Linked DNA regions of Mus musculus: regions 2, 3 and 4 are each linked to region 1. A link is a contact called in public Hi-C, HiChIP or PLAC-seq and promoter capture Hi-C data. All regions are on one chromosome and are shown on one strand. The core of a region is the stretch at or near the end of the contact, and the rest is flanking DNA. Distances in the headings are between cores, read along the strand shown.

Region 1 (3,412 bases), core at 622-3,121:
AAGAAGTCTTTTCTTAATTCATGTGTATCATTTCCCCACTTAACATTTTGGAAATTACTGTTGAGTCCTTGATTATTAGTGTTGAATTATCATTTCATGCCTCATATTTTACCTCACCAATAATGTTGTAATTTTCTTGACAATAGAGATTTCATAACTCTTTTAATCAGGCACAGCCTTTGGCCCCTCTGAGGATGAATGTGCTTGGTTGGACCAAGGTTCCAGAGCCGGGGCCAGATGTCACTGAGATCATGCAGATGATCCCTGACTGAGAGATGCAAGTTGCATAACAAGAATCCTTGAACATACTAGGGTGAGATGGCTTCTGACAGCATTACCTAAGCTCACACTCACAGACCACGGATACTGAGACAGAGCCTCAATGTCAACGAATTTGGACCTTAAGTGACTTTATGCTTGTAGCTCTAAATCCTATGCTGACAAGTATGTGAGACAGGTCTTGGGAAATCTGGGCATATTGGCTAGGCAACTCATTTTCTCTGGACTTCAGATCTTAATCAGCAAAATAATAATAAAGACTCCCGGTGATCTTAAGTATACAATTCATGTATAAAATTATGGCTTTTTCCAGATTGATGAATAATAGTAGGCTTTGGGCTTTTCCCCAATATTTTATTCTGTGAAAAAGGATTTACTAGATCCATTTGCCATTTGGAATTCTCATTTTCAGCTTTCTGCATTCACTTTTTTTGTGTTTCCCAATTTGTGTAAAAGTAGATGGACAGATGGTTTATTAGGCTTTTTAAATGCTCGGGATACTGTTGTTCAAGTCAACAGAGGTTTTAAGCTTTGGAGGTCCACATAGAGTGTGGGCTTTGTTTAGAACAGAAGATCGTTTTCACTGTTCAATTTAAGGATAACAATGTTTTCTCACATAACTTTAAGCAACTTGTGGTTGTAACTCCAAAGGCCTAATCAGGCTCTGTTATTTTGGTATGCTTAATGCATTTCTGCACTACAGTCTGTTCCAAGTTGTAGCTTTAAAAATGAAGTTACCAGATAAAAGCATAGACCTACCGTTGCATGTTCTGTCTTTGCATGAATCATTTAATCCACAACGTGATCCCAAATACGAAATCACTAATTCAGACTCACAGAAATGTAAGGGAGATAAATTCCTATTTTTAATAGAAACCATTTAGACTTTCTTGGATTCTTTCTGACTTTTAATTGCTCTGTAGCTGCTCTTGTGGGGACCGCAGATATGTTATTATTAATACTCTAAGATGCATCTGTAATACGTATAGTCTCGACAGCCAAAAGGCTGCATATAAGTTAAGTACAGGAAACGCCAGCATCGGCTAGGAGAGGTCCCGCAAGAATTCCGAGGGGGGGGGGGGGGAAAGCGGGGCGTGCTGACCAATACCTGCAGGAGGGTGTGCACTCGCCTTGCGGGGTCCCCGAGGCTTAGGCGCGCCCGGAAGGACAGGGAAGGGGACTACAGGTGCCGGCTAGCCACCTGCCTGAGAACGTGCGAGCCGGTGAGTCAGCCCCCAGACCTCTCAGGGGAAGAGAAGGCCGCAGCGCGAGCGAGCGGAGGCAGCGACCAGAGGAGTGAGAGAGAGTACGGAAAAGCCGAAGGGGCGGCGGGGGCGCTGGCCTGACTGGAAAGCGTACGCGGGGCCCGTGGGCGGAGAGCAGGTGTGAGGAGCCGCGCCACCGTGGAGAGTTCGCCCAGCACCGCGCGTCCTCTGAGTCACCGACTAGGCGTGGAGGCCGCCGTCCGGGGGCGGAGCCTCAGGCTTGTGGGCGGGGAGGGGCGGGGCGAGGGCGGGGCCGGCGCCTGACGCGCCCCAAGGCCGCGGCAGCCGCAGCGGGGAGGGGCTGCGGCCTCGGTGGCGGCCGCGGGGGAGGGGCTCGGCGTCAGCGCGTCGCCAGCTGGGCTGTCGGTGGCCTGGAGGGAGCCGTGGAGGAGGAGGAGGAGAGGAGGAGGAGGAGGAGGAGGTGAGTCGCCTTGGCTGGGAGCTGCGCTGGCCGCGGGAGGCGGGGAGCGCGGCCCCTCCCTCCCGGCGCCCGCCTCGCGGGGCCGCGCCGCGCGGAGTTCCCAGTGGGGCGGCGGCCGCGAGGAGCGGAGGGGGAGGAGGGCGGAGCCGGGGCCGCGCTTCCCGGGCGCACGCGCGGCCTCCTGCTCTGCCCGGCCGCGCTGTGGCCCCGGGCGATGCTTTTCCCTAGCGCGGAGCTTGGGAAGGGCAGAGTCCAGGCGGACACTGGGACATCGTGCCATGGCTCCCGCGCAGCAAGGCCTGGCCTGCGCTTTCCTACTCGGGATCCACCTCAGGCGGCGAGACCCAACACCTCGCGGCCCCTCATTAGAGGATTCGGCATAGGCCTGATGTTTCCGCAGGATCCCGCCTGACGGGGCTTTCTAAAGCGAGGAAGGGCTCTTGGAGTTAATAAGTCTTTACAACTAACCGAACGACAGCAAAGTTGCATTAATAAATCAGTTTAACCCTCGATCTCGCGATAGGCAGCGTCTGCACCCCAATTCCCACTTCGCGGGGCTCGTGCAACTTTTACAGTCGTAGAACTACCCCTCATTGGATAAGCTTTGAAATAATTCTTAAAGTTAGTGCCTTGAGGCCCTGGGAAGTTCAAAGGAAAGGGCTTACATTTTCCCTCCCATCTGTATCACAGTTAAGGAAATGGAAAACGTGAATTGAAGGCGATCGTTCTCCACGCTGAGGATCATCGTCCCCTCTGTGCCCAGCTTGCGTGACTTAGCACCCCTGAAGTTGACTTTAAAGCTTACTGTAGTGGTTAGGTAAAGGAACTGCTGTGGGGGAAAAGGCAGTATAACTCAACAGAGCCATTTTATTGTGTCTTATTAACCCGTTTACCTTAAGCTTTATCAGTGACAAGAGTTTCATGTTGGAACCCACATACCCAGTGAGATACTGAATTTTCATTAGTACATTCCAGGTTTTGATGTGAAATAGATTCTCAGCTTCAACTGAGAAGAATTATACACTGTTGTCCTTAGGGTCTTGTTCTGTATTTAATGAAACAGTTTAATATTGAGGATTGGGGAAACACATTTTGAATCAGGATACTCCGACAAACTTAAACCATACCTACGAATACACTTTATAGCAACACAGTGTCTTTACTTCTGTTCTGAAATCATGCTGACAGTTTTACCTTATAAATCCTAGACTAATAGGACTCTCTGTTGGTGAGGGACCTCAGCAGTGTTATTCAGCTTCACTATTTTACATTTTCCAGAGATTTAGAAGGAACTAACAGAACTACTTGCCTTTATTAAGGATTTACTAGATGGACCCTTCTGATAGACACTCTTGTACCAAACTTGATCCTGATTTGACCAACTCCCCAGCCCACTGAGAAAGTAAAATGCTTTCCTGACCTCTGCTTCTTTCTCTCTTGATTATGG
Region 2 (3,162 bases), core at 36-2,535, 590 kb before region 1:
CAGATACCTAGATGGGTAAGTTGTATGTTTGATGCATGGTGACATTAATGTAATATTATGATGGATATCTATTAGCAGGTACATCACCCGAACACACACTCTCTGAACATCTTTGACAGAGGCTGCCCTTTCCCTGTCTGTCAATCCACACTAGAATCATAAGAATGAGCAAATGTGACAGAAAAGGGCTATACCAATTATAGATGAAAGGATAGCATCTACTCCCACCATTTGATGTGATTTATTTGTTGGTCCTTCTGCATTTGGAGGCAGCACACTGCAGCTGTTTATGAAGTGACAAATGGTACCCAATGACAGTGAATGACTTCTCTAATCAATTTAACATGTCTAAATAGTGATCATGAATTGTGGGATTTGTTGAGTGTCTGTGAGTACAGAAATTACTGAATAGTTTTCATTAAAACATATATTTCAAATATACACCTGGAATAGTAACATCAAAGATAACAGAAATAAGAATTTTTAATATAAGGATTAAGTTTTCAGGTGTGTTTTAAGTCCAGTATTTTAAACTTTTCCTTTTTTTTTTTTAAAAAAAAAGAGGTGTTAGTTTTTTAATAAGAGAAGTTTATGGGTTTTTTTTTCTTTTTTAGCTTTATTTGATAGAGGAAGGTCATAATTATCTTGGGTGGGAATATAGTGAAATTGTATAAAGTTTTGGTGGTTTATTTTTCCAAATATCAACTTAAGTTTAAGTTATTATCTAACCCCTTTTAATAAAACTCTTTTGTTATAAATGAATTTATCAATGAATCCACTGTGTACCTTTTATATTTTCTTGAAAACTATGTACTACGAGAGGGGTGGATTGCACTATCAGAGTTATTTCCCTGAACACTATGCATAATTGTTTGAACTTACACATAATTCAGACAAGTTTTTTTTCCCTCTTATAGATAACTAGTATAACAGAGGAAGTCACAAGCTGGGATAACTTTACACAAGAGTATTCACGTATTAATTTCAATTTGTTAGGAGTAGGTAGTCTTTTACATACTCAATACAAAGCACTACTGCTATAAGCCAAGAATGATTTTCCCCTATCTCTGTATTATTCAAATTTATTAAACAATATTTCATGTTTGTTTGACACAATGTCAAACTTGGGCTCCTAAAGAACTGCGGCAGCTTTGGGGCTGTTATGTTTTCTTGGACTTTAATCATTTTTGGCAAGGCTCCACTTCCTGTCAGAAAGTGAAACAGCTTTGGAATGTCATTTTCCCGAAAGAAAACAGAGAGAATCTGAGAGGAAGTTCTCCTCCACTCCAGATCCCCTAAGATACTCAAACACACTCACAGGAGGGCTGGAATACATCAAACATTAGCAGAGGGAAAAGGACACAATTTTCCCACATTAAAATACATGGATAAAGTTGAACTTCTGCTAAAAATAGTTCCCATGACTAATCCTATTAAGTTTAAAAAATTGGGCAGTATCCTCCTTGAAGTGGAATGACTCTCTACCATCACACTCTGCTGAGCCCACCACTCACCCTGAAGCTAGCAGCCCTTCAATATTAGGCCCTCATCTTTCTGTTTACAATGACATCAGACTTAAAGAGGACAGAGTAAGAATGAGAGAGAGAGAGAGAGAGAGAGAGAGAGAGAGAGAGAGAGAGAGAGAGACTTTATTCAACTCTAAGCTATCAAAGGACACCAAATATAAGATATGAGGATCAAAATTATCTCAGTATGCCAAAAATTCTAAAGTGCAATATACATCCTGTACAAATCTACAACATTTTCCCACCCAGTCTTAGACTCCCTGTGTGTCCCCAGGGAGCGATAACACTGCAGAAAGCAAACAAAGATTACTCCTAGCTGTGCCACTTCAAGATGAGAAATGTTGGATGTGACTTGAAGTAGAAAGATATAAACATCTCTCCTCTTTTGGAATTGCAAGCCCCTGGTTTTTGCATGTGAAAGTAGCAAACGAAGAGAGAAAAGGAAGGACTGAAGAAAAAATCACTAAAAAAGGCTGAGCAAGTTGAAAGGTTCTAACCCAAGTTGAGTGCTGTTGTATTCTAGTGAGGGGAAGCCAACACATACCCACCACTTCTGAATTAACAATGATAATCGATACTTTTCTAATCTTTCAGAAAGGGCAGTGACAGGAATATAAAGGAGCTGCAGAGAGTGTCATTCCATACTATGATATTGACATATGTTAGCTAAGTGATTAACAATAGAGAGGTTCAGCTATAGTGAAACCTGAACCCAGCTGATGCCATTAACACATACATCTGATGAACTCTACAGACCACATTAAACAGAGAGAGCACAACGACTATAGGAGAATGGCTTTTAATGAAATCATGTCTAAAAACGGAGGCTGATAAATGTCATCAAGGAGTTCTTTGTGGAACCGGGAGACAGTGACAATCATGCAGACAGTAATTTGAAGAGAAGAACAGGTAACACAGTCCCAAGTACACTGAGATGCCTTAGAGCTTATACACTTTTAAAGCAAAGTGGGTCATCTTTAAATACTGTATTATGATACTAAATAAACAAACAAACAAACAAACAAACCAGTTGATTTAGAGTTTTCCACATTGGCACTGAAGTATGCAATCCTATAAATTCACTATCATAAAACAAATAGTTTTTATTCACTAAATAGTACATATTTGAACCAATCCATAATTTACAAAAGTAGGTCATTAAGTGTTGGATGTATTGCATATATGTGATGCACTTCCTATGACTGTAACCTAGAACTCCATCCATAAGGGCCACTGAACAAAGGGTGTGCTCATCTATAAGCTAAGCACGTTTTTCAGTTTGCCTTATTTGGAGGACAAGTTCCAGCTTCACGGTCACCACACAAGTGAGACCAAATGTTATGACGTTTACGGATGGAAAGAAACTCTCCCAAGTTACAGACACAGGGAGACACAGAACTGAGGATGTGGGAGTCACTTCTAAACTGCCTGCATCGATCTCCAGCTCTGCTACTTCATAATTAACACAGGTACCCTCTTAATCTTTGTCATTTGGGGATTTGTCAAGTCAGGCCCTAAAGAAGAATGTGAGGAGTTAAGATAGAACAGGAATGAGTGAAAAATAGAGGAGAATGTATTTAATTCTTTTAAGCATTGATTTTGAAATTCCCACAGTGCTGAACTGTGGTCAGTGTGT
Region 3 (3,558 bases), core at 32-2,531, 650 kb before region 1:
TGAAAAGACATTGTAGTAGTTTTGACACTATGGCTATCACCTTTAAAACCATTTACCCAATAAAATGTTAAAACTGAAAAAAGGAAAGTGGAATATTTTTATAAATATCCAAACTTCCTTTCAGAGTTCAAAGCCTCTCCACAATAAGCTCAGGTAAAAATCAAAGATAAGTTACATACTTTTTCATTTCAAGAGGAAAGCACCAGGGCAGAGTTACATTCAAAACAGAGCAAAGCTAAAGACCAACAGTGGATACCTCAGTGACAGACTTCTTGGTCTCAGATCTGCTGATCCAGCACTCTGGCTCTGCCATGGACAGCACACACAGCTTCTCTCATAGGCTCAGGCCAACCACCCTTCACACCTGCTGCAGGTTTGAACATTGTCCCATGCTACTGCCATCTCCAAATTGCAGGGGTCTCTGTTGTACCTGGACTGTACCTTCACACATAGCCTCTACTGGGCTCAGTTCACTGGCTCTAACACTTCTCAGCTTCTCTTGATGACCCCTTCAAGGCTTCTACTCTGGTATTGCACCTTCATTAGCAGCAGATACCTGAAGCTAGAAACTGAAACAGAAGCCTTAGAAGAACATGGCTTACACTTACTCCCCAAGGCTTGCTCAGCCTGCTTTCTTATATTCCCAGGACCACCTGTCCAGGTGAGGTAGCACTGCCCATAAGCGGATGGGCCCTTCTACAATAATCACCATCCAAACAAATGTCCTACAGACCAATCTGCTGTGGGCATTTTCTCAACTGAGTTTTGCTCTTCCCAAATGACTCTGATTCGTGTCCAGTTGAACAAAACTCACCAGGACATCCTATTTTAAACTACAGTGTCTACACTGTATTTTGTGTTGTTTAAACTTAAAAACAATTCCAAAGTAGAGATATGGCATTTTAAAGTTCTCAACTTACTTTGCTAAAATGTCACTGAGAAGGATTGTGTTGATTCATTTTGCCACCAGGGTAAGTTGTGTTGTCTATTTCTGAATAAGGCAGTGGTATGTCTATATTGCTACACTAGACTCCCATCACCAAAGAAGTCATGGTACTTCCTAGGGAGCAACAAAAGAGTGAGTGTTACCTTCATTCTGCTCTGGCCTTCTCAGTCATGGTTCTTGAGTATGCATAAAAGCTTCAAACTAGGCACTCTGCCCATACCTCAGACATATATATTTGAACACACACAGGCCCCATAGTCATACATGTAAGATGAACTTTCTGATGACAGCCCGCAGACTCCCACTGACATGGACAATCAGAGAAGGGAGTACTTCCCTGAGACTCTTTGGTCATCAGCCAGCTGTCGAGAGTCCGTGGAGAGCTAACATGAGTGTTCAAGCAACCCTGCCTTGCTGAAAACTGTTTCTGAGGTGATAGAAGTATTCTATGGGTAGGCGGAAGAAGCCTTGCCTTTATCTCCTGGAGAAAGAAAACTTTTGCCAGGAAGTGAGGGATTTTTTCAAACCCCTACAACAACTGGAAGAGAAATGTGGTCATTTTGCCAGCGAGCACAAGGAACTCGGCCTGCTGTCAAAAGGCTCTCTGTCCAACCCGGGGCTGGATTCATGGTAACGAAAAATTCCCTCTTCAGCCACCTAAGTGCCTGTTGAATTAGGCACACAGCCAAGGTGAGATACAAACAGTCACTCGGGTGAAATGTCCGTTTTCATTTAGATCTCTGTGGCCCTTTCTCATGTCATGGGGAAAATATGCTTCCTTTGCTTGGATGTTTTTAGGACTCCTTGGTTGGAGGAGGAAGTCAGATCTGCTGCTCCAAAGGCATCCACTGGAGGCAAAGCCGCAGCTTTGCACAGTCAGAACCAGGCTGTCCTTGTCCTTAAGAAAAAAAAAAAAAGAAAGAAAAAGCTAAATTATTCCTCTCCCACTCCTACTCATGGTTTTGATGTTGAAAGAAACCTGTTGTGGTTTAAGTGACTCGGTCAGTTCTTCTGGGATTTTCCAAAGTTTCCTATAAAAAGAAATCTGTGGGAAATGAATGATTGCATAATCACTAACATATGTCAATTTCACTAAATCTGTTATCTTTTTGGTGTGTTTTGAATTGCACTGTCCTATCTTGAATTGCTATCACCTTAACAGTTCTGTCTTTTAAGTATTGATACATACATTGACAAAAAAAAAATCAAGCCAAGAAGTTGCTTTTTGTTCTTTTCATTTTATTTTTTGGTTTGTTTTGGTTTTGTTTGCATAGCAAATTAGAAAGACAGGATGGGGAAAGAGGCAATTACCCAGCCCAAGAAGTGCAATGCTGAAAACTCCAGCTTCCAGTTACCTGTGTACCTTTAATGATATTATCGCCAGGCTGACTTTGAAGGGGTAACTCTAGTTAATTACCTAAATTATTTGAATTATCTATTCATAGGTACCACAAAATGTATTCACTTTTACCTAAACTAATAATGCAACTGGACCCAGAAAATTAATAACTAAATAAACTAAATAAACACTGGAGGTAAAGTTTAGGGACAGGTTCCCGGTGTACGATCTTTCCTTCTTTAAATGACTTGTAAGAATTCTAAAGCCTAATGGTAAGAAGTAGAGAAAGAGCCTCAGGGTTAGAATGTGCTAGCTGCTCCTACAGCTTAACAATAATAATAATATTAGTATTAATAAAATAATCATTAATTCTTCCGACTTCCTTGACTGTTTCCACAGTCAGAGCAAAGGGAAGAGTCTAGTAGGTTCCACTGTTTGGGAAGACGAGCCTCGGTGAACACCCAGTAAACCAAGGCTCCACACCTCATCCAGATGGACTAAGGTTCATTTGTCCTCAACTCTGGCTGTATATTTAAATTGCCCGGAGCACTATAAAAGGACACATAAATCAGGCAGCAGGCATGAAGACAGGCATGGGTGCCTTATAAACGGTCCTTGAAACTCCAGCTTGAATAGGGAGTAATTTGTATGTTCCCCATTGCTTCTAGGACTTCCCTGCTTACACTAGACAGCACATATAAAATAGACTCTCTTGATAATAGACTAGGATATGATAGGTATTTTTAATTTTTCCTACTGTTCTATCATGGGGCCTGAAAAGCCTGATAAGGATTTTTTTTTGTTTTGTTTTTGTTTTTGTTTTGTTTTTGTTTCTTCTTTTTTTCTTTTTATTTTTTTTTCTTTTAATGAAAGGCCTCCAATTTTGTCTCTTTCACCCTGCCCGCACTTCCATACTGAAATACTGAAAGTCTATGAGAATATCTATTCATTCATTAAAGGACTCAGGAAAACAGCAGAAGTTAAGTGGCTTAAGAAAAAAAAAAATTCTGTCCACAAATATAAGAAAAAAGTCGCTAGCAGCTAACAAAAATTATCCAAGGTAATAAGTCAGATTTCAATAACAACTATTTTGTGAGAAAGTTACTGGCTTAGGAGATTAATAAACAATAAAAATACATTCTGATTTCCATGTGAAATTACATATTACATACTCACATTTAAAGTAGGGATTTGCTGCTGTTGTTCAGTCATGGTATAGTTATGTCTTGCTGAAATTTTCACATCTTATTTGTAGCATAAAAATAATTTGAAG
Region 4 (3,304 bases), core at 580-3,079, 520 kb after region 1:
AGCACCCTCATAGAGGCAGGGTGAGGGAGGATGGGATAGGGGGTTTCTGGATGGAAAACCTGGAAAGAGGATAACATTCAAAGTGTAAATAAAGAAAATATCCAATAAAAGGAAAACAAAAATAAAAAAAGAGGTTCAGTGTAGACCTTTGCTGAAAAACCAAACCAAACCAAACCAAACCAAGCCAAACCAAACCCAAGCAGATGAGTCTTTCTATACCTTAGCCTCCTCTTAGCCCTTAGATATTTCTTCTAATAGTTATTTTCTCAACTAATTTTAATCTAGGTTTAATTTTTGCTTATCACTTCTTCTTCCCTTCACCTCCCATTTGGTGTATTTGCTATACAAATATATACTTTTCCCCATTTCCTTCAGATATATATATTCATTGACAAAAGAAATCACTCTTTTACTTTATCATATTCCATCCAGTATCAATTAGACATAAAAATCTATTACTAAGAGAAATGACTCAACAGTTAAGAGTGTGAACTACTTTTGTAGGGAACCTCAGTTCAGTTCCCACCAAATGTGTCTGGTGTCATGACCCTGCCTGTGTCTCCAGCTCCAGGGGAACTAATATACCTTTCTCCACTCTATGGACACTTGCAATCACATTCTCTCTCTCTCTCTCTCTCTCTCTCTCTCTCTCTCTCTCTCTCTCTCTCTCCTCCCCCTCTCTCTCCCCCTCTCTCTCGCTCTCTCTCTCCCTCTCTCGCTTTCTCTTTCCCTCCCTCCCCTGTCTCACACACGTACACACACCTAAAAATAAATGATTTTTCTACTTACCTTCTCTGAACATAATTGCTCCTGCTTTCCTCTGTTAAGTTGGTGCAACGAATTAGCCTTTATGTAACACAAGGTCCACCTTTTCTCCTCTTTCTTCCTTCATTTGATCCTATAGCACATTTTTAAAAAATGGAATGCCAACTTTGTTTAGAACCAGAGAGAACAGGAAACAAATGAAATGAAGTTTTTTGCAGCTTGCACTCAATTAGGCTTCCTCCAGGGACTTCCTTACAACCTGTAAAAATATTTTCCTTTATTTTCTCTTACTTAGCGTATCCCATCCTTCCCCAGTGTTTCATTGTTGACTTGTGACCCTACAAACCATTGGGGAAAAAAAAGAGCTAATCAGAGGTCTTTCCTAATCTTCCTGTTGCTTGTCCTCTGACCTAGCTGGACATATCTGTCTCATGTTCTTTGCATATTTTTTTTTTCTTTTGTGCTAGGTTCTTTAGGACTTAAATTCTACTGTGGCTCTCTCTGTGTCATTTTCTTTCTCTTCTAGTCTAGGTCTAATTAGCACAAAAATACTGGTGCATCTTTCATAGTAAGACAAACCTCTGTTCACTCCATGCATCTTTCCTGTATTTCATGTCTCTCCTCTTCTTCAAAGGAAATGCCGTAACATGTTCTTGACTCTGCTTCATACTTATTTTTTGTCTTACTGTCCTAGATCCTACCTGGACTGTCTGTTTCTCTTTCCATTGCAAGAGTACTTGTCATGACAAAGACACATGAGATTACCAGAGGGCTTTCCTAACCTTTCTGGTTATTTTCTAGTAATTTTCAATTGTCCCTTATTTTTTCCTCACTGAAAAGTTGGCATGATTACAGTAGTAGTCCTAGACCATATTTTCTTGTTTTGTTGTACACATTGCTTTCAAGATTTTCCCCTTGTCTTTCCTCCCATATTTTCCTCCCAACTCTCCTGCACATTCATAGTCTCATTTTTCATCAATTGTTATTGCATGCAAATACAATATATTTGCATATATATTCCTAAATCTAACCTGTTGGTCTATGTTACCTCTATATGTTCTCAGGGCTGATGGGCACTGGAAGCCAACTGCTATGCTCTTCCCTGGGGAAGACCACCTCTGCTGTTGCCAGTTTTGCTCAGTTGTTCTCTGTTTAGGGTTGAAGCCTTGTGGGTTTGGCATGTTCATTGATCAGTACCACTTTGTGCTCTTCTTTCTCCTGCTCCACAAACTAACTTGGTCGCATGAATTTATGTCATAGCTATGTGCTTCTCTCTCTCTCTCTCTCTCTCTCTCTCTCTCTCTCTCTCTCTCCCTCTCCCTCTCCCTCTCCCTCTCCCTCTCCCTCTCCGTCCCCCTCCCCCCCTCTCTCTCCCTCTCCCTCTCCCTCTCCGTCTCCCTCCCCCCCTCTCTCCCTCCCCCATGAGGCACATGCATACTGCTTACTCAGTGCCCTGTAGGGGATGTGTTAAACATCATATCGTCTCAAAGTTAAAGTGTTTAAAACAGTAGGACATCTTCATTTCCTGCCTCCATAAGCTATCTTCTCTCTCAATCTCCTCCATATCAGTAAATGTCACTACCATCTGGCATCTTAAACCAAGAAGTTGAAGTAGCACCTCGATTTATACCCCATCATTGACCTGGATCAACCATTTCCACCCCCCATTGCTTTCCTTCTTGCTCATGCTGTCATTATCCCTGACTTTCATGGTGTCTTGACCGAGAGTGAGTGAGTTCTTTTTGCTCTTTGTGTTTTCTTTGCATGAAGGGCTCACTCCCAGCAGTTTCACATTGCCCATTTCACAATTGTTGCTAAAATTCCCATTTGAAAGCATACACTCCCTAGAGAGGCCCCCTGACTACCCTTCCTGAAGCAGTTGTCAAATCACTACACTTCTTGCTTTCATGAAGTGATGTCTTCATTTTGTTAGGAAATAACATATGCTGAGACTATCTTGTTTATTTGTTCAATAATTTATCCATCCAAGTGCGTTCTAAGATGTTTGAAGGCGGTGATCTTTTCTGACTTAATCTTGTCTGTATCTTCACTATGCAAAAACACTGCAGTACCCAATTAAGGCTCATAGTAGATATAGGTTGACCAGCTGGCTGAGAGACTGGCTACCTGATTGACACAATAAATGAATTATAATAAGGCCACTGAGGAAGTGATAGGTACAAGGAAAGTCCCCCAATGAGGTCAAGAAACAGAAGTAATTCTAGAATGGTGAATGCATGTTTCCAGAAGTCTGCTGAAAAGTATTACCCTAATTTTTTTCCTGTTTAAATTAGACTTTGTTTAAATTTAATTAGAAAATTGGATTTAAGATGAGCAAACAGCAGGCTCAAATAAAAAGAAAAACAACAAATAAAAAGCAAAATACACGTTTCAGAATCAAACAGAATTTCTATGAACAAAGGCAGAAAATTATTCTAGCATGTACACTAGTTATGTGAGCCACTCATATTGTAAGAAACTGAAACATATATTTTCTGGAATTATCCACGCCATGCTCACCACTGTCCTTACTTCTGAG

Evidence for each region. Promoter capture Hi-C pulls out the DNA fragments that hold promoters and counts their contacts. A called contact is a pair of places that touch in the nucleus more often than the background predicts. HiChIP or PLAC-seq counts read pairs in DNA pulled down with a chosen protein or histone mark.
Region 2: a promoter capture Hi-C map of liver shows a contact between it and region 1, with 2.7 times the contacts expected there. The contact joins the enhancer-like site here to the promoter of Gtdc1 in region 1. A contact is called at or near these places in 2 of 39 promoter capture datasets (both in liver), 2 of 484 Hi-C or Micro-C datasets (the N1E-115 cell line and uterus) and 2 of 115 datasets of contacts at active chromatin or transcription factors (bone marrow-derived macrophages and heart atrium).
Region 3: a contact with region 1 is called in an H3K27ac HiChIP or PLAC-seq map of large pre-B cells, with 2.8 times the contacts expected there. The contact joins the enhancer-like site here to the promoter of Gtdc1 in region 1. A contact is called at or near these places in 5 of 39 promoter capture datasets (the 3T3-L1 cell line, 3T3-L1-derived adipocytes, the C10 cell line and 2 more) and 3 of 115 datasets of contacts at active chromatin or transcription factors (fibro-adipogenic progenitors, large pre-B cells and pancreatic cancer cells).
Region 4: a Hi-C map of the G1E-ER4 cell line shows a contact between it and region 1, with 2.8 times the contacts expected there. The contact joins the enhancer-like site here to the promoter of Gtdc1 in region 1. A contact is called at or near these places in 5 of 39 promoter capture datasets (the 3T3-L1 cell line, 3T3-L1-derived adipocytes, frontonasal cranial neural crest and 1 more), 2 of 484 Hi-C or Micro-C datasets (the G1E-ER4 cell line and the N1E-115 cell line) and 4 of 115 datasets of contacts at active chromatin or transcription factors (bone marrow-derived macrophages, embryonic forebrain, embryonic limb bud and 1 more).

What each region holds. Positions count from the first base shown.
Region 1 is chr2:44,925,695-44,929,106 of GRCm38.p6, reverse strand. Gtdc1 (glycosyltransferase-like domain containing 1) reads left to right here and starts at 1,871. Exons shown (of 11, transcript NM_001362987.1): 1 at 1,871-1,965.
Region 2 is chr2:45,513,109-45,516,270 of GRCm38.p6, reverse strand. No RefSeq gene overlaps it. Among named protein-coding and RNA genes, the nearest start is that of Gm30792, 23 kb to the left of the region's middle. Within about 2 kb of position 1,285, at least 41 of the 459 cell types and tissues checked have an H3K27ac peak or open chromatin away from gene starts, as enhancers often do. A contact at or near this core is called in the N1E-115 cell line, heart atrium, liver and 1 more, where this site is marked.
Region 3 is chr2:45,579,469-45,583,026 of GRCm38.p6, reverse strand. Gm30848 (a long non-coding RNA gene) reads right to left here. Exons shown (of 3, transcript XR_374345.3): 3 at 1-1,844. Among named protein-coding and RNA genes, the nearest start is that of Gm30848, 8.5 kb to the right of the region's middle. Within about 2 kb of position 1,281, at least 88 of the 459 cell types and tissues checked have an H3K27ac peak or open chromatin away from gene starts, as enhancers often do. A contact at or near this core is called in 3T3-L1-derived adipocytes, fibro-adipogenic progenitors and pancreatic cancer cells, where this site is marked.
Region 4 is chr2:44,402,571-44,405,874 of GRCm38.p6, reverse strand. No RefSeq gene overlaps it. Among named protein-coding and RNA genes, the nearest start is that of Gm39805, 28 kb to the left of the region's middle. Within about 2 kb of position 1,829, at least 1 of the 459 cell types and tissues checked has an H3K27ac peak or open chromatin away from gene starts, as enhancers often do. A contact at or near this core is called in the G1E-ER4 cell line, where this site is marked.